Linked DNA regions of Culex quinquefasciatus: region 1 is linked to region 2. Evidence: chromatin contacts called from public Hi-C data. All regions are on one chromosome and are shown on one strand. Each heading gives the region's core, a stretch centred on a gene start, on an enhancer-like site or on the middle of the called end of the contact. The rest is flanking DNA. Distances are from core to core; before and after follow the strand shown.

The links. Hi-C and Micro-C count contacts between places; a contact is called where the count stands out from the background.
Region 1: a Hi-C map of whole body shows a contact between it and region 2, with 6 times the contacts expected there. The contact joins the promoter of LOC6040050 here to the promoter of LOC6040039 in region 2. A contact is called at or near these places in 2 of 2 Hi-C or Micro-C datasets (both in whole body).

Annotation. Positions count from the first base shown.
Region 1 is chr2:77,892,701-77,895,400 of VPISU_Cqui_1.0_pri_paternal, forward strand. It overlaps LOC6040050 (serine/threonine-protein kinase RIO1), which reads left to right and starts at 1,429. Exons shown (of 5, transcript XM_038252372.1): 1 at 1,429-1,619; 2 at 1,622-2,318; 3 at 2,320-2,700. The coding sequence starts at 1,559. LOC6040049 (DNA-directed RNA polymerase III subunit RPC8) reads right to left here and starts at 1,286. Exons shown (of 2, transcript XM_001849469.2): 1 at 1,051-1,286. The coding sequence starts at 1,161.
Region 2 is chr2:77,749,370-77,752,069 of VPISU_Cqui_1.0_pri_paternal, forward strand. It overlaps LOC6040039 (2-(3-amino-3-carboxypropyl)histidine synthase subunit 1), which reads left to right and starts at 1,400. Exons shown (of 3, transcript XM_001849462.2): 1 at 1,400-1,981; 2 at 2,039-2,700. The coding sequence starts at 1,714.

The sequences.
Region 1 (2,700 bases), core at 179-2,678, 140 kb after region 2:
ATCGTAATAAAATTATTAAAATTCGTGATATACAGAAACTTTAACATCTAATCGCCACTCTTACCTATCGATTTCGGAAAACAACCGTGCCCCCTAACATTTTGGACTAGTCGCGCCCCTGCTCCCACAAAGTTATTCATAAATGTTTGATTCTGGGGTGTAAAAGTAAATTTTGGATAAAAAATACTTTTTCGCTCGTAGGCTGCCATTTACACCAAAACTAATATTTCTTCAAATTTCTTTCGACGTTCCTTAGGGATTGAGTTGGGCTACAATGTCTTTTCATTAGTTTTGGCCAAATTTAAGAATATACCCAGAATCTAGGGCTGTCTCATTGTTCCTCACTCATTTCAGCCCATGGATAACAATGAGACACTTCGATTTTCTTCATTAAACTTTTCAAAATCTATGGAAATCTTCCAAAACATGAATTGAAAAAGATTTTTGGCATATTTCTAGAGTTTTTACCTCATTTAACCAAAAATACAAAGTTATTTGGTGTAAATATATGGATTTAACAAAATCTAAATACATTTTAGCATAACTTTTGTTAATTAAATTTTCATATTGGCAAAGTTGCTCTAAAATGTTCAAGGCAAGTCACCTGCTACGGAACAATAAAAAAACATGATGGTTTACTAGAAAAGTATTGATTTTCATAGAGTGTCTCATTGTTCCCCAGCTGTCTCATTGTTCCTGCCAAGTGCGTCTACAATGAGACAGTTGAATAACTCTGCCTGTAGATGTCGGATCGATCTCATATTTTGGTCAATGTTAGAACACACTAAAAGAAAATGCAACAAAAGGTCATTCAAACATGCTGATGAAAAATTAGAAAAATCGTTGAAAGTTGAAAACCAAAAGTGTCTCATTGATGACTACCCTACCCTACTGCTTTCGAAAAGATCAGAAAATTTCACGAATGTTTCATGTTTTAACACTGAAAATCGGACCATTAGTGTCTGAGATATCGACATTAGAAAATTTTCTATCGTAATGTAAAACCACGGACGTGGTAAAACCTTTTATAATTAGAAATAAATTACTTACCTTGTTAGCCAATTTTCTATTGACTTCATCCTTGATGGCTTCTGGAAGTTTGAGATTGAACAATTCCGGGGCAATCCGCACCGTGTCTTTTAGCTCGGCCAGCACAAACATGTTGCACTTATGTTGTTGCTGCTTAAATAATTAGCAAAGCTTTTTGTTTGAATCAACTTTAATTGATTTTTTGGGAAAAAACTACATCAAACCGATGTAAAGCAATTTGAACAACACGCGTGTCTTTGTTTACGAAGCAAGGTGGAAGTGAGAAGCGAAAACAACACCGGTCTTTGCTGCAGTACTAGATTACTGTTGTCAAAATTGATAGGGATGTTCATTTTTCTCAGTGCTAATTTCCAATCAGTACTAGAATCTGACAGATCTCGGCCCAGAATAACAAAACCTCGTGCGCGATTTCAAAACAAAACGTGAATTTTCGCGATGAGCAGTTTTACGAATTTTTAAGTTTTAAAATCAAGTTAAAAGTTATTAGTGGTCCGAAAAATCAACCAAAATGAGTGCCGCCCAGTTTGAGGACGCGGTGGAGGACGTCAGCCAGTCGCTGAACATCATCTCCTGAAGAAGGTTGAGCTTCCTGATCCGGAACCCGTCGCACCGGTTGTGACCACCGAAGTCGCCATCGCCGATGCCTTGTTTGGCAACTCGCGGTATCGGTCGGAGAATCAGCCGTTTGATGACGAAGAGGAGGATTACAGTGACGACAGTGACGGGGAGTATTACTGCTTGGATGTGGACAACGTGCGGAAGAACCAGCAGGCAAATGTGCAGCAGTCTCACACGAACGTTCAGGGTTCCAGCCAGAAGGTGTCCAACTTTCAACCGGCCGATGCGTTGTTTAAGAAGTTTACCAACAAGATCAATGTTGAGAAGTACGAGGGACCGCTGGCGCTGCCGAATCATGCCAAGAATACGTTGATTGAGAACCAGCGGAAGACGGAGAGCGACCGGTTGAGGAGTAAGGACAAGCAAGATCGGGCTACTGCTGAGCAGGTCATGGATCCCAGGACCAGGATGATTCTGTTTAAGCTGCTGAACCGCGACATGATCTGTGAGATTAACGGGTGCATCTCGACAGGAAAGGAAGCTAACGTGTATCACGCGACGGCTAAGACCGGCATGGATTACGCGATCAAGATCTTCAAGACTTCCATCTTGATCTTTAAAGATCGTGACAAGTACGTCACCGGTGAGTTCCGCTTCCGTCACGGTTACAGCAAGCACAACCCCCGCAAAATGGTCCGCACTTGGGCCGAAAATGCGCAACTTGGTACGGATGAAGAAGTGCAACCTTCCGGTTCCGGAACCAATCTTGCTCCGTAGTCACGTCCTCGTTATGGAATTCATCGGAAAGGACGGTTGGCCAGCCCCGAAGCTGAAGGACGTCGAACTAAGCGGTTCCAAAGCTCGCGAGCTTTACCGAGACGCGGTCGAAATGATGTGGACCATGTACAGCAAGTGCAAACTGGTGCATGCGGATTTGTCCGAGTTCAATCTGCTCTATCACGAGGGCAAGATCGTCATCATCGACGTGTCCCAGTCGGTGGAGCACGAGCACCCGCACGCGCTGGAATTCCTCCGCAAAGATTGCACCAACATTACCGACTTTTTCCGGAAAAAGGACGTGTCGACGATGAC
Region 2 (2,700 bases), core at 150-2,649:
TTGCAAACTGCGTTGAAATTTAGATCATTCTAGTACAACTATATTCAAACCGTTTGGTTAATTAGTACTGCAATAATACAGTATGAATTCGCTAATATGTATTTTACTTAAAACTTCATTTTTACCTTCCCCACCTCACTGAGGCTAGGCTATAACATCACTCGAAAAATGAACTTCTTTAATACACCTCTCAGATATACTCACGTATCAAATTCTGAACAAATGTCTGTGGGGATGTGTGTAAGTATGATTTTTTTTCCACACGATTATCTCAGAACTGGCTGAACCGATTTTGGTCGGATCTGCCTTATTCTGTTCCTTTTGGGGTCCCCTAAGTAGAGATCCTAAAAAGGGAGACTGGTCGAAGTGAATTTGACGTACCCAAAGAGACACAAGTTTGACGTATCCAAACGAGCATTTGCTTTTACGCCCAGCAAAACTTATCAGTGTTGCCAAGCTCAAAACATACGTTGCCAGATCGATTTAGCAAGCTTAGACCAGTCTCCTTATTTAGGGTCTCTACCCCTAAGACCCTATTAAATTTTATTCTGTTTAGTGAAGTACTTTTAATGTTATGCCATGAAAAAGTTTTTTTGTACACACAAAGAAAAAATACTCTAAATTTAAAAAAAAACGTTCGTTGGATTAAAAGTTCGCGTTGGTGACTATTCGTAGAAAGTTCAAACTTTAAATTCAAAGTTGGAAAGTTTTTGATACTACCCTAGTTGCCACCCAAATGTCAAAACCATGCCCAACATCTGTGACACTCAGAGGTGTGAATGCGTTAATAAATTTTCGACTAGAAAGCCTTACGGGTTTCCTGTTCATGTAGAACCTGTAGAATATTTAATCTAGAAATTCAATTAAGCTCACAGTTCGAATAGATTTAATAACTAAACTTAATTAAAATCTCGTTACAAAAATGATCGAAATAAAGTTTTACTTCAACAATGTAAAAATCTATCGACGTTGTTTATGGATGCCTCGTACTTCCAAACTTCATCAAGAAAGCTAGTACTCCTTGTTACTCTAGTACTGCGTGAGAGCGTGCGCACATGTGCATGGTTGGCTCTCTTTACTTTTGTTTCTCATTCTTATAGGGGAGAGAGGAAGAGATGAGTTCAATCGTGCCTGCATAAAAATTGAAACAGAACCTCCTCAACATGGATGTCTTTTGCAAAATCACATTTTGAACAGCGTAAAGGCAATTAACGAAGTTTTTAAAAAAATTAAAAAAAATGTTTTTTTTGCGATTTTAATTTGATAGCGCACAGTAAACTCCACCCACTCTCCCCTATCCCATTGTGTTTTTAGTCGAATTCCCTTTTGATGTTTTCTTTTCTCACACACTCTCCCTCTCTTAGCTCAGCTGATCGTACTCTCTGTTGTCGTTCGAGGTAGCCGTCAGTCTCTTTGGTGGTGGGGTGGTTGGTGAAGGTAAATCGCCTGTTCGCCGTCATAACCCATGTGCAGTTTGTCACGTAATCCAACTTTATTAGTGGAGTGTCCAGCAGGCGGAACGGAGCGACGCGGGGAGTTTTATCCACTGTGCGAAGTTAGAGTTGAAGGCGTGTTAGGTCTACCTGACCTGGTTAAGCTTAATACAGCGGCGACCTTCGAAAGGTGAGAAGGTGTTGCAAATTTCGTTCCGAACGCCACGAGGACCAAGAAACAGTGACGACCCGTGGAACCTGTTGTAACCACATACTAGCCATGGCAGCGGTCGAGGTCGCACAACCTGCGGACATTGCAGCTGCTCCGGTGACGGATGAGGTAAAGATTGTGAAGGCCAAGCCCGTCCGGAAGGTGTTCAAGGGGGCAACCCGGGTTGTGAACAAGATTCCACAGGCTTTGCTGAACGACGTTGAGTTGAATGCGGCTATCAGCGTGCTGCCGACGAACTACAACTTTGAGATCCACAAGACCATCTGGCGCATCCGGGAGATGAAGGCCCAGCGGGTGGCGCTGCAGCTGCCGGAAGGTGAGTTTAATTCTTGGTAGTGTATTTGACCAGATTCTAACAGATTTGCTCTTCCAGGTCTCCTGATGTTCTCCCTGGTAATCAGCGACATCATCGAGCGGTTCACCGAAGCGGACACGATCGTGATGGGCGACGTTACGTACGGTGCGTGCTGCGTAGACGACTACACGGCCAAAGCCCTCGGCGCCGATCTGCTCGTGCACTACGGCCACAGCTGTCTCATTCCGGTGGACCAAACGACCGGCATCAAGGTGCTGTACGTGTTCGTGGACATCAAAATCGACGCGCTGCATTTCATAGAAAGTGTCAAGCTCAACTTCGGCGACGGCAACCGCAAACTTGCCCTGGTCAGCACAATCCAGTTCGTGGCGACACTGCACGCAGCCGCCAAAGAACTCCGCGAGGCAAACTACGACGTCGTTATCCCCCAGTCCAAACCCCTTAGCCCGGGGGAAATCCTCGGCTGCACCGCACCTCGAATCCCGGACGAACGCACCCTGATCTACCTCGGTGACGGTCGGTTCCACCTGGAGGCGGCCATGATTTCCAACCCATCCCTCGAAGCCTACAAGTACGATCCGTACGAGAAGCGGTTCACCCGCGAGCACTACGACCACGCCGAGATGCGGCGGAACCGCAAGCGAGCGATTGACGCAAGTCGTGACGCGAAACGATTTGGGCTGATTTTGGGCACGCTCGGCCGGCAGGGGTCGCCCAAG